3 separate regions of the Sus scrofa genome follow, and regions 2 and 3 are each linked to region 1. The links are chromatin contacts, called in public Hi-C maps. All regions are on one chromosome and are shown on one strand. The core of a region is the stretch at or near the end of the contact, and the rest is flanking DNA. Distances in the headings are between cores, read along the strand shown. Region 1 has its middle 94 kb from the start of TSC22D1. Region 2 overlaps TSC22D1 (TSC22 domain family protein 1). Region 3 overlaps NUFIP1 (nuclear fragile X mental retardation-interacting protein 1).

Evidence for each region. A called contact is a pair of places that touch in the nucleus more often than the background predicts.
Region 2: a contact with region 1 is called in a Hi-C map of skeletal muscle, with 4 times the contacts expected there. The contact joins two enhancer-like sites. A contact is called at or near these places in 2 of 47 Hi-C or Micro-C datasets (embryonic fibroblasts and skeletal muscle).
Region 3: a Hi-C map of skeletal muscle shows a contact between it and region 1, with 13 times the contacts expected there. The contact joins two enhancer-like sites. A contact is called at or near these places in 4 of 47 Hi-C or Micro-C datasets (embryonic fibroblasts, psoas muscle and skeletal muscle) and 1 of 2 datasets of contacts at active chromatin or transcription factors (skeletal muscle).

Annotation. Positions count from the first base shown.
Region 1 is chr11:22,422,833-22,427,183 of Sscrofa11.1, forward strand. No RefSeq gene overlaps it. Among named protein-coding and RNA genes, the nearest start is that of TSC22D1, 94 kb to the right of the region's middle. Within about 2 kb of position 1,794, at least 8 of the 83 cell types and tissues checked have an H3K27ac peak or open chromatin away from gene starts, as enhancers often do. A contact at or near this core is called in skeletal muscle, where this site is marked.
Region 2 is chr11:22,574,532-22,578,882 of Sscrofa11.1, forward strand. The region is part of intron 1 of TSC22D1 (TSC22 domain family protein 1); the gene reads left to right. Among named protein-coding and RNA genes, the nearest start is that of TSC22D1, 58 kb to the left of the region's middle. Within about 2 kb of position 2,235, at least 2 of the 83 cell types and tissues checked have an H3K27ac peak or open chromatin away from gene starts, as enhancers often do. A contact at or near this core is called in skeletal muscle, where this site is marked.
Region 3 is chr11:22,281,120-22,285,470 of Sscrofa11.1, forward strand. NUFIP1 (nuclear fragile X mental retardation-interacting protein 1) reads left to right here. Exons shown (of 10, transcript XM_001927425.5): 6 at 3,484-3,576. It overlaps LOC102159419, which reads right to left. Exons shown (of 3, transcript XM_021065393.1): 3 at 2,100-3,315. Among named protein-coding and RNA genes, the nearest start is that of NUFIP1, 16 kb to the left of the region's middle. Within about 2 kb of position 2,017, at least 5 of the 83 cell types and tissues checked have an H3K27ac peak or open chromatin away from gene starts, as enhancers often do. A contact at or near this core is called in skeletal muscle, where this site is marked.

The DNA of each region.
Region 1 (4,351 bases), core at 544-3,043:
GGCCCTAGAAAAGGCAAAAAGACCAAAAAAAAAAAAAATTCACTGAACTGTATTATATTTAAGGTTGTACAACCATCATCACAACCTAATTTTAGAACATTTCCATCCCAAACCCCCAGTCCATCCCCTCCCGACCCCTGACCTGTCCCCTTTGGTAACCATTAGTTTTTCAAAGTCTGTGTCTATTTCAGTTCTGCAAATAAGTTCATTTGCATCCTTTTTTTTTCTTTTTTTTAGGTTCCACATGTATCATACGATGTTTTTCTTTCACTGTCTATCTTCGCTTAGTATGATCATTTCTAGGTCCATCCATGTTGCTGCAAATGGCATTATTTCATTCCTTTTTATGGCTGAGTAGTATTCCACTGTATATATGTACCACATCTTTATCCATTCATCAGCTGATGGACATTTAGGTTGCTTCTATGTCTTGGCTACTGTAAATAGTGCTGCAGTGAATATCGGGGTACATATATCTTTTTAAGTCATGGTTTTCTCTGGATAGATGCCAGAAGTGGGATTGCTGGATCCTATGGCACTTTTATTTTTAGTGTTTTGAGAAACCTCCATCCTGTTTTCCTGCTGTGAAGGCTTATTGAGGGTCTCCTATGGACCAGGCACCGCAGACTTGCTTTGATCAATTACAAACACCTCTTTCTTTCAAGCAGATGGGGACATGGCTCTGGCTGTCTTGGTGGCTGGTCCTCTCTGGGACATTTCAGCCCCAGGGAGCCCCACATCCCCGGCTTGGCGGGGTTCCCCAATGGATCCCCAAAGATCACAACTCTTTCTGGCCCTGCCATTGCTGGGGCCGTATAAACCCTCCTTCAGCAGGATGCAAGAGGCTGTTACAGTCCCACAGTTCTCCTCGCTCTCAACCTTGGATTTAATATCAGAAGGTATTCTTTACCCCAAAGGGCAGGATTGGGGGCGGGGCATCTTTTCCCTGTATTTCCCTCCAAGGAGAGGTCACAGGCCCAAGTTCTTAGTTTAGCTGCGGTGGTGTGGCCAGCCGAAGTCTGCAAACCTTATTTACGCCAATGCAGTGTACTTCTGGACCCTTTTGAATCCCTTCTGTCTGTTTGGGGGCTTAAAGAACAGCCTCCTCCCCCTGCTCTGGTCCAAAGTCAAGGTCCCGCCAACAACCCCCAGATGTTCGGGTGCCTGGACACACCCTCCATGTGGTCTGCGCTCTAGGAATGACGAGCCCTCCATCTGCTTTCGTAACCTTTTCTTTTTTTTTTTTTTTTTTTTTTTTTTTTTTTTTTTGGTCTTTTTAGGGCCGCACCCGAGGCATATGGAGGTTCCCAGGCTAGGGGTGGAATTGGAGCTGCAGCTGCCAGCCTACACCACAGCCACAGCAATTCGGGATCTGAGCTGAGTCTGTGACCTACCCTGCAGCTCACGACAACGCCGGATCCTTAACCCACTGAGCGAGGAGGGGGATCGAAGCTGTGTCCTCATGGATACTAGTCAGATTCATTTCCACTGAGCCACGATGGGAACTCCTCATAAGCTTTTCAGCAATGGTTCAGGGGGGAGAAGGGAGGATCCAGGACTGACCTGGGCTGGCTTCAAACGGGGACAGCCTGGAATCTACCTCCTGACTCCCCCGGAGTTTGGTGGCCCGGAGTCTAACCTGGCAGGGTATTTAATCAAAGAGGTGGAAGAATGCGATGGTGAGGGTGTCTGGGAAGAGGAATATTCACACAGGCAAAGGGCTTGATGGGGAGGAAAGCCTGGGCCCTCTGGGTGGAAGCAGTGCCCCTGGAGGCAGCTGACGGAAGGGCTCTGGGGCAAAGACCAGCCCTCCAGAGAGAGGGAGTGTAGTGTGGCAGGGAGCGGGCAGAGGGTCAGGCCCTGAGCCAGGCAGCAGTGGTTTGGGGCAGGGTTCCAGGGCCGGCAAAGAACTGCAGTGCCAAATGGGAGCTGAGCAGGCGCCCAGTCATATGCCAGGCTTGGCCCATGGGGTGGGTTTAAACCCGGATACTCTGGCTGCAGGGCACCTGGGTGCCAAAGAGATTTCCTCAGGCACCTGGATCCCAGGCCCCACCAGTGGCCAAAGGTCCCAGATTATGAAACACTAGGCCTGCAGAGGATCAGCTCGGCTACCCAGCAGGACGAAGCGTGCAGAGGTCCCTGGGGACAGGGGTTACCTTTGCCCCCGTCCTTCCCACCAGCCCTTTCTCAGGAGAGGCAGCCATTTCCATAAACTGAAACAGATGAGGTCTGGCAAAGGCTCCCGACAGATTTACTTTATTTTTTAAAAATTTTTAATTTTTTTTGACCTTTTTAATGGCCTCCCTGGCGGCATATGCAAGTTTCCAGGCTAAGGATCAAATCAGAGCTGCAGCTGCTGGCCTACAGCACAGCCACAGTAAGGCCAGTTCCGAGTCACGTTTGTGACTCACACCACGGCTCGCTGCAATGCTGGATCCTTAACCCACTGAGCGAGGCCAGGGATCGAACCCGCAACCTCATGGATCCTAGTCACGTGAGCCACAAAGGGAACGCCCCAGAATTTCTTTTTTTTAATCTATGAAATGCACAGATACACAAAGAGACCTAGAGAAGAGTTCCCATCGTGGCTCATCGGAAACAAATCCGACTAGTATCCATGAGGACGCAAGTTCAACCCCTGGCCTCGCTCAGTGGGTTAAGGATCTGGCATCTCCATGAGCTGTCCTGTAGGTCAAAGACATGGCTCAGTTCTTGCTGTGGCTGTGGCATAGGCTGGCAGCTATGGCTCCAATTTGACCCCTAGCCTGGGAACTTCCATATGCCACAGGGGTGGCCCTAAAAAGACAAAAAAAAAAAAAAAAGATATATATATATATATATATATATATACACACATATATATATGTATGTATATATATATGGCCTTATACACATAGGAGATGAATTCTTAAAATGCCACATTTATTTATTTACATATTTTTGTCTTTTTAGGGCCGCACCCGCGGCCTATGGAGGTTCCTAGACTAGGGATTGAATCTGAGCTGTAGCCGCCAGCCTACGCCACACACACAGCAATGGCCAGATCCGAGCCACGTCTGCGACAGACAGCACAGCTCATGGCAATGCCAGATCCTTAACCCACTGAGCAAGGCCAGGGATCAAACGGTGTCCTCATGGATACCAGTCAGATTTGTTTCCACTGAGCCACTATGGGAGCTCCAATCGCCGCATTTAAATTCAGTTTTTGCAAATAATTCCTCCTTGAAATTTAGCAAGGCAACATCTCTTAATGTATCTATGTGTTCTCTTTAATTAAATAATGGAACAGATGCAGCCCAACTTCTTTTTTTTCCTCTTCTATGTTATCGTCAGGAAGCTCAAAGCTAATCTTCATGCTTAATTTCATTACTTCCTTAGCTTAAATCTCCTACTATAACTGTTTTCTTTTTCAACCCATTTTATTACTTGACTTCTGTGTATAGGCCCGTGATGTAATAATTTTATGGATATTTATCGAATGCAATTTTTGATGATTTTAAAAGTGAATAATGAGTAAGAAATAGATAAATAAGTTGAATTTTCTAGACTCTGAAAAGTATGTACCAATGAAAACACAACCATGCAAAATATATGGGATAAGAAAAATGTACCAGGGATTTTTGTCAACGGATGCATCACTGAGTTCTAGAAAGTGGGGTTCTGGTGTAATGAACAATTTCCTGTGATGGAAGCCACCTGGGTAGTTTGGAGGGCAGGCGTCCCAATCTGTGGTTGAGTGTGAAGTACGCATACAACCGCGTTGGAAGGATTAACCAGAAGTCCTTGGGTCAGGAGGAGTTCCTGTCTTGGCTCAGCAGTTAATGAACCGGACTAGTATCCATGAGGATGTGGGTTCGATCACTGGCCCTGTTCAGTGGGTTAAGGATCCAGCATTACCTCGAGTTATGGTGTAGGTCACAGACGCAGCTTGGATCCTGCGTTGCTATTGCTGTGGTGTAGGCTGGCAGCTGTAACTCTGATTCACCCTCTAGCCTGGGAACCTCCATATGCCGTGGGTGCAGCCTCAAAAAGACCAAAAAAAAAAGGAAGTCCTTGGGGCAGGAGCGAACTCCTGGGCTCGGATAGGGATGCCCTCCCCCAGCCACATTTGCAGACATACCTAGGAATGTTGGCCACATCCTCCTCGGGCCGTTCGGATAATACTTTTGCAGACCGGATCTGACCCACTTGGTCAACACGGCGCCTTGACTCAAAGATAACAGGGAAGAGAAAGGCCTGCAGTGTCAGGGTGTCCATTCCTCAGGGTGGGGCAGGAGTGGGAAGCAACCCGATCTGCCCCCTCCCCCTCTGGGGAGAGGCCTGCGGTGAAACCTCCTCTTCTACCCAGAAG
Region 2 (4,351 bases), core at 985-3,484, 150 kb after region 1:
ATTTTTTGCCTATCCGTTAGGTGAACATTGTATCTCAGAGCAGTTTATTTGTTTGTTTTTGTTTTGTTGTTGTTTGGTTTTTTTTTTAGGGCCATACCTGCAGTATGTGGAAGTTCCCAGGTTAGGGGTCAAATTGGAGCTGCAGCTGCTGGCCCCCGCCACAGCCACAAGTAATGCCGGATCTGAGCCTTGTCTGTGTCCTACACCACAGACCACGGCAACCCTGGATCCTTAACCCACTGAGCAAGGCCAGGGATCGAACCTGCGTCCTTGTGGATACTAGTGGGATTCGTTTCCACTGGGCCACAGTGGGAACTCCTCAGAGCAGTTTTGATTTACGTATTTCTTGTGAGTGACTTTAAGCTTCTTTTCATATGTTTTTGTTTCCTTGAACTACCTGTTCATATTTTCTGCCTATTTTCTATTGAGATGGTTTTTCTTTTTTTGATTAGCCCTTTGTCGGTGATATGAAGAGTAGCCGATATTTTTCTCACTTGGACATTTGTCTTTTGATTTTGCTCAGAGCAGATTTTGGGGAGGGGAACAGGCAGAGGGTTTTCCTTTTTATGCAGTCAAATTCATCAAAGTTTCCTCTTATGACTAAAATTTTGAGTTAGAAAGACTTTTACTCCAAGGGTGTAAAGGTATTATGTTTACTTTGACTATTGACTTCATTTTTTTCTATATAAATATTTGACCCCTTTGTAGTTCATTTTGGTTCACTGAGTAAATCCGACTTTATCTCTTTTGTAGATGGCTTCTAGTAATTCTGACAACAGTTAATGAATAATTTATTTTTTCTTCAGATAATCAGATCATTCTCAGAAGGGGTTTTAATTAGAACATCCTTCAAGGTTTTGAGTCTTAAGGGTGATAAAAGAAAAGATGAAAAAAAATAGAAAAGGTAACATTTTTCGATTTCCTTCTTAGTTATCATGCTGTAGCTACCCAGATGTTGAAAGGAATTTCCCCAAACTTTTCTGCCGCATTCGTTAGAGTTTAGTGTAGGTTTATCCATCAAAGCAGTTTTTAATTGGTGTCTGGGTTTGTTCATGCCTACTGAGGTCACTTGTCATCTGAATTCTCTTCTCCCAAGGATCTTAATTAGCTAAACTAGGAGAAAGTGGAAGAGATAAGACAGTTCTCTTCTGTGGTTCAGCACAGCCCTGGCTGACATTGCTTAGGGCGACTGTAGTTGGCTATGTCTCCTGGTAGCTGTTCCAGTTTCCAATGGTTTATGAATCAAAATGGAAACATCAGCTGGTTTTAGAAGCCGATCTCTGTTCCAGTCAATTCATACTTTTCAAGAGCACTTTCTTTTGTGAAATATTTCTATTTTGCCAGGCCACTTTCTTCCTAATCTGTTCGTCTCCAGCTTTTAAAGTATGAAGACTTATAATATCAAAAAAACTTCATGGGTCTTTGTGTTTTTTGTGTACGGTGACTTAAGAAAATGCATGACAGAGAATGATCAGTGAGATTGAAGTTAATTCGTATTGTACTGCTCACAAAAAGCCCCTGCATATGGTAGAACAAGTCGATAGGTTCCTCTGCAAGACCTCCAGGGGCGAGTCAATCGTTACTGTTAGCCACATTTTCGATCCTATACACGAAGTCATTTTAACGGAGCCCTAGGTGAAATATGGCAGAACAGCACGAGAAAGGCAGCTCCATCCCTGATGTAGGAGCCGACTTTCTAGGGTGGATTTTCACTGCAGGAACCTTTTAAGAAGTCTGAGGACAGGAGGTAGACGATTGCTGTGGATTGGTCGAAGTTAAGTCCCCTGGTCTGGGGGAGCAGGGAAGACCGACCTGAGGTGACGTTTAAGCGGATCTCTGAAGACGACTGTTGAGAATTAGGGCTAGAGGCAAGAAAATCAACAAGGAGGCAATTTCAGGATTCAGGCAAGCCCTGAAGTGGCCCTAAGTAAGGACAGTGGCCTTAGAGATGCGAAAAAGAGGCTGCGCTATGGAAGGTTTAGGAAGTCTGTCTTGTTAGGTGATGGATGTAGGTGTAGGAAAGGGTTATGTTAAGATATATCTGGTTTTCTAGGAGGGAAGTATTTCTGTCTCGAAGAAGAAGGAAATATAGAAGAAACAGGTATCCAGAGGAAGACGAAATTACCTTTTTTTGGGAGGGGGCTGTACCTGCAATACATGGAGGTTCCCAGGCTAGGGGTTGAATTGGAGCTGTAACCATTGACCTACACCACAGCAACTTGATCTGAGCAGAGTCTGCAACCTATACCACAGGTCACAGCAATGCTGGATCCGTAACCCACTGAACCAGGCCAGGGATCACACCTGCGTCCTCATGGATACCAGTCAGATTCGTTTCTGCTGAGCCATGACGGGCACTCCAAGTCAAAATTATTTTTAAGCATGTTGAATTTCAAACAAACATTCCTGTAGAGATGGCCAAGGAGCATTCTAATTTGAGCCCAGAGACAGGGATAAAATTCTGAATGGAAGATACTGATTTGGGGGGGGGGGATGCTGTTGCTTTCATGGTGATATTGAAAGGTGTGAGCGCAGAGGTGATCGCGCGCGTAGCCATGATCACCCAGGAAGTGTGTGTACAGTGAAAAGAGCAGAAGGCTGAAGGTAGAGGGCTGGGGGACAGGCGCATTTAAGGGATGGGGAGTTTCTAACTGTGGCCTCTGGTTGGGCGGTTCCTCTTTACCTGAAATTGCTATCCAAGCTCTTCACCTAAGCACATTGGATCAGTCCTCCTGTGTTTGCATTAAAACCTATATTCATGAAACCATTTCCCTAGAAATTAGGAAAAAGAGGCATTTATTTGTCAGTATCATTTATTTTTAATCCTAATCAAATACTCCGTCACAGAATCCCAGACTTTTGGCTTGATTGGCTGGTTCTTGAGTGTTAAAAAGTTGGTGTACATTTCTTTTTGTTTAGAAAGCTGTTACTTAGCTTTCCGTTTTTTTTGTTTTTTTGTTTTTTTGTTTTTGTCTTTTTGCCATTTCTTGGGGCGCTCCCACGGCATATGGAGGTTCCCAGGCCAGGGGTCAAATCGGAGCTGTAGCCACCAGCCTACACCACAGCCACTGCAACGCCAGATCCAAGCCGCGCCTGCGGCCTACACCGCAGCTCATGGCAACGCTGGATCCTTAACCCACTGAGCAAGGGCAGGGATCAAACTCGCCACCTCATGGTTTCTAGCTGGATTCATTAATCACTGGGCCACAATGGGAACTCCTAGATTTCCATATTGAGCAAGTACTATGTGTCAACTATGTGCTGAGTCTTAGAGATAAAGAAATCAGATGCAGCTCCTGACCTCAAGGTACCAACCACCTAATGGGGAAATTAAAGTCAGGCAGCTGGTGGATGTTTTATGAAGTTCATACATTCTCTACTCTCTTCTCCCAAATGAAAATGAGAGTTAATTTATTGCTAAATTACTCCCTCCCCCTCCTATTACAGGGACACAAAAGTAGAGAAATTCTAGGCAGAGATTTTTGTTTGTGTTGTTTGGAAATATCCAGTGTTATGATACCCGGTATAAACACTTACCCATAATTCTTTCACTCAGCATCTTCCCCTGTCATCACAAGTTTCTTCCAAAACATTTTTTACCTCCTGTATACAAACATTTTACGGATGTACCAGAGTTTATTTTCTTACTGCCGGGCATTCATTTCCTTTTTTTTTTTTTTTTTTTCCCTCTTCCATTGTAAACAGTGCTTGAATAAGCATTCGTGTTTGTGCATGAATCTTTTTATGCATTTAGGAGTGTTTTCTTCGGATTAATGCATAGAAGTGAAGTTACTGGGGAGAAGCGTAAACATGTTTTTACTACTCTAGGTGTTCACTGACAAATTCCTTCTCAAAACAGCCTTGATGGTAACTTTGATTAGCAATGTATGAGAACATTCATTTCCCTGGCCTGGATTATTATTGTATCTATTTTGGGGGGGGGGCTAATTCGCTAATTTGCTCTGTGTTACTGTGCTCTTTGATTATTAATGAAGATAAATGTGTTAAAAGTGGGATCGCATTTCTTCTTCCGATTAGCTTCTTTTTTTCCCCTTTTTGTTCTAGTAACTAATTCAGTGAGCAACTGCAGTTTTATGCCCTCTGTCATGATTTAATAGATTTAGATCACAGACATCTTAGCTTTTATGAATTTTCATAGCAAGGAGGTCCACGTTTTTAGTCTTTTTTTTGTTGTTGTTAAAGAGTTGCAAATATTTTTTAATTTAATTTTTTAATTATTACTCAATGAATTTATCACACCTGTAGTTGTACAATGATCATCACAATCCAATTTCACAGGATTTCCATCCCACAACCCAAGCACATCCCCCCACCCCCTAAACTGTCTCCT
Region 3 (4,351 bases), core at 767-3,266, 140 kb before region 1:
TGGCCTGAGGGAAAGTGGGTGGGAGAGGTTTGTTTCTAAAACCTCAGTTTTAGAGATAGTGAAACATACTTCATAGCAGATAGGGAGTCCACTAGGTGGAGTAGTTTTGTGAACTTAACTTCAGTAGTTACTGTGGCTCTGAGGAAACCCTGTATAATTGTGTCCCTGTTTCTTTCAGAATTCCACCAGAGGGGTATATTCCTAAAGAATGCCACATCTTTTTGAGGTTCAAAAAGACTTTGAAATAAAAATGCAGTGCTATAGCCTGTGTTGAAACAGTTGTGGTTCGGTGAGAGTAAAGAGGGATTGGGTTTTTCTAGAGAACAGACTTAGGGGAAAAGCCAATGAATGGGTGGTGATTTGAGGATAAGGAAAGAGGAAGACGTAGCCAGGAAGGAAATGTGCTAAGATAGTGGTTGGTTCCGTGTGGCCCAGTTATTGACTCTGGGACTTAAGGCTTGTCCCTCGAGGCTTAAAGTTTAGGCAAGGGGACGGCAAAGAGGAGATGAGAAATGAAAGAGAAGAGAGAAAGAAAAATAGCATATGGTTTCAGGGCCAATCTCTTTTGGGGTGCTGGAGAAAGATGGAGGTAGAGAGAAAAGCAATTTTAGGAGGTAAAAATAGAGAAACCAACTGTGAAAGTACCACTTTATAGCTTCCTAACCTCTGTTCTCTATCAGGAGATAGTGAGCTAAGTTTTACTGGTGTGTAGTTGTGCAGTATAAGACAATTGGTGATTTTTTTTCAACAGTTTGCTTTGGATTTATCTACTTTAGAAACCTGACCTGGGCCCTTTATCAAAGATCCAGACTTTTCCTTATTCTTGAAGGGGCTTCCTGGTTATTGTTGTATGAGTGACTAAGTTGTGTTTCCCTTTGGGGGGGAGTAATTTGCTTTCTAGCAGCCTTGTGTACTCTGGTTTTTGTCTCTAGGTTCTGTATAAATAAGAATGGTATGCCTTTTGGAAGATTTTATTAATTTAAGCACTGAAAAATAGAATCTTTTTTTTTTTTCTTTTTATGGCCGCATTCACAGCATATGGAAGTTTCTGGGCTAGGAGTCAAATCAGAGCTGCAGCCTCCTGCCTACACCACAGCCACAGCAATGTGGGATCCTAGCCGCATCTGCAACCAGTGCTGCAGCTTAGAGCAATGCCGGATCCTTAACCCATTGAGTGAGGCCAGGGATTGAACCTGCCTCCTTATGGATAGATACAATGTCAGGTTCTTAATCCATTGAGTCACAATGGGAACTCTGTAAAATAGAATCTTATAACTTTGGCAGGGATATAAAGATCCCTTAGCTTTAGGAAAGTGATACCTATAATCAGCCAGAAGGAAAAAGTGAGCTGCTTTGGAGACTTCCATCAAAGGAGTTCTCACAATATCCTGATATCTCGTTTAAGGAATTCTTTCTCACATCTCACCTAAAATCCACTTGCTATGACAGACGTTTCTATTCCTTACCATTGAGAAGCAGTTACAGAATGTGTGCTTGTTTATAGATGAGACAGTGAAGGACCAAGTATTTCATGTTTAGCATATGGCCCAACATATTAAGGGCTGGCCTGCAATACTCAGAAGAAAAAATGTTAAAGAAACACAAGTAGTAAGAATAAGTGAATTTCAGAGAAGTGAAGGGTGTTGAGTAGCTGTGAGTTACACGTCTAGACACTGTGGGGCCTGTGAAAGTCATCACCTTTTTTCTCATCATTTCCACTTCTGTGTAGTCTGTCTTCAGATTGCCAACAGCTGGCTGCCATCTTCTCCATCAGATCGTTTATTGTCACTTCTCTTCCTCTTTTAAAGGTTGCAAATAGTTCCAGATCCTTTCATCTTTCCTCAGAGGTTTTATTTTTCATCCTGTTAATCATCTTTGAGTCTCTTCTGAACCCCTTCCAAGTTTTATTTTCCCTCAGCATTCCTTTTCAGTTTAGCAGTACAAAACTGGACGTGGTGCCCTGAGAGTTTCTGATCACTTTTGAGTATCATGAGGGGATGATTTCACACTCATACCTGTGCCAGACTCCATCTCATATAACCTAGATTATGTTTCCTTTCCAAAAGCGTAGTCATGTGGTGCTGACTGGCTGTCAGATTTTTATCTCCCGTGACCTTGATCGTTTCGTCTTATGTTTATTTATAGCTTGTACATTAATCATCTTTTATTTATGGAGTTTATTTTTCTTGGCTGGATAATGGCTTTGCACTGTTCTCATTGAAATTCATTGCCTTTTTTTCTGATTACTTCACCTCTTACTCAATGTCATTTCCATTCTCATCTTCCAGTGTGTCCATGGGCTTCATGTTGTCTGTGCTATCCAAATCAGTGATGCAGATGTTAAAAAAAAGACGAGGGTGGAAACAGTGTCCTCGAAACAATGGCAGAACATGCTTTGTTGATGTTTCTCAAACTTTCCTCTGGTGAGCAGCCAGGCTGAGTGGTAGAGAGCTGTGTCCCCCCGCCCCCATGCCTTTTATGCTTGTAGGATCTGATGCTCTCACCACCGAAGTTTGGTGTCTCCATCTCCACACACCTGTGCGAAGGAACAAAGAAAGCTTTGTCAGAGCAATTCATCTTGCACATTGCTGTCAGATTTAATCTTACCCACTGCCTCCTTCATATCTCTCCCTGTTGATAACTTTCAGTGGCTCCCCATTGCCGCCAAATTGTATATAAGCTTTCTGGTTTGGCATTCAAGGCCATTTTGGCCCCAGCCTCCCTTGCTGATCTGATTGCCTATAACTATATGTCTCTTAGAAAACAAACCATTTGCCATTCCTTGGATATCTCACGCTTTCCGAGGCCTTGGTTTGTCTACACGCTGTTTGCTTTGCCTGGAACACCCTGAAACTTTTCCATCTTATTTCTGTCTGTTAAGACCATTTAAGGCCAGCGCTTTTCATGTTCCTTTGTGGCTATATCCATCTAGATAGGATCTTTCCTTCCCATCCTCCCATCTTTCTACTCCTTGGGTTGCTTATTATATTTTGCCCTTTATTACAGCTGTTCTTCAGAAATAACTGTCCTTCTTTTTATGCTTCTTGCTAGACTGTACCATTTTTGAGGACTGTTTCTTCCTTAGTAACTCTGGATGTACCTACTAGTATGTATTTGCATAAGTACAAGTAAAAAAATACATTTTCTTATAATGTTTATGGGTATGTGCCAAATAAATGAACTACACCACTTGATATGACATTTGATTTGAATTCTGCTGTAAGCTCCTTACCTGGTAACAGACTGGTAGCAAAGTTAGTGGACTGGCAGCTGTTCTATGCTTTGAGTAGCATCATTGTAGCCTGCTTTTTCACCCTTAAAAAGGGATGAATTAAAAGTTCATAGAAAGAATTAAAAGTTTTTATCAATTTATTGTATTAGTCATCAGGTAAACAAAAATGGTTAAAGCAGTAACTGCTTGATTGCATAATTACAGCTGGCCTCTAAAAGCCCTTTTAAAATGCACTTCTTTTTGTTGTCTAGAAACTACCCAACTCTGGCTAATATCGAAAGGAAGAAAAAGTTAAAACTTGAAAAGGAAAAGAGTGGAGCAGTGTTGACAACAACGCAATATGGGTAAGTTCCTTAAAATTGCTTGCGGCCTTCATGCTTACTTTATTTTATGTATTTATTTATTTATTTTCATCTTTTGAGGGCTGTGCCTGCGGCATATGGAGGTTCCCAGGCTAGGGGTGTATGTAATCGGAGCTGCAGCAGTCAGCCTACACCACAGCCACAGCAACACTGGATCCTTAACCCACTGAGCAAGGCCAGGGATTGAACCTGCAACCTCATGGTTCCTAGTCAGATTCATTTCCACTACGCCACGACAGGAACTCTCTTCATGCTTATTTTATGAATATATGTACTCAAAAATAGTAATAAAAAAGAGCATATACCAAAATCCTAAAACCTCTATACTTCCAATTCTAGAATATTTGCTTTTCTAAGTTTTTTACTTAAATTTTTTGAAAATTGTATTTTAAATTTTAAAATAAGCAATTCTCTGTATTCATGGGTTTTCAAAAAGATTTAGAGTAACAAATCTTTTCTGTCTTTGTCTCCTAGCTAAATAGTTCTTCTCCCCAGAGGCAACCCATTTTACTCTTCTAGAGATATTTCATTTGTATACAGCATATAAATAATAGTGTATTTTTTCACCAATCTTTTATTAATAAAAAGTTATCATTGTTGCTCTATATATCCTTTTTTTTTTTTTTTTAAGGCAAGAAGATTTATTAAGATAGGACGCTTGTGAGAGGTGCAAGTGGGCAGGCATGGATGCTCTGCCTGTATATACATTTTACACATGTGCAGTTATTTCTGAGGATGGAGTCCTAGGATTGGATTT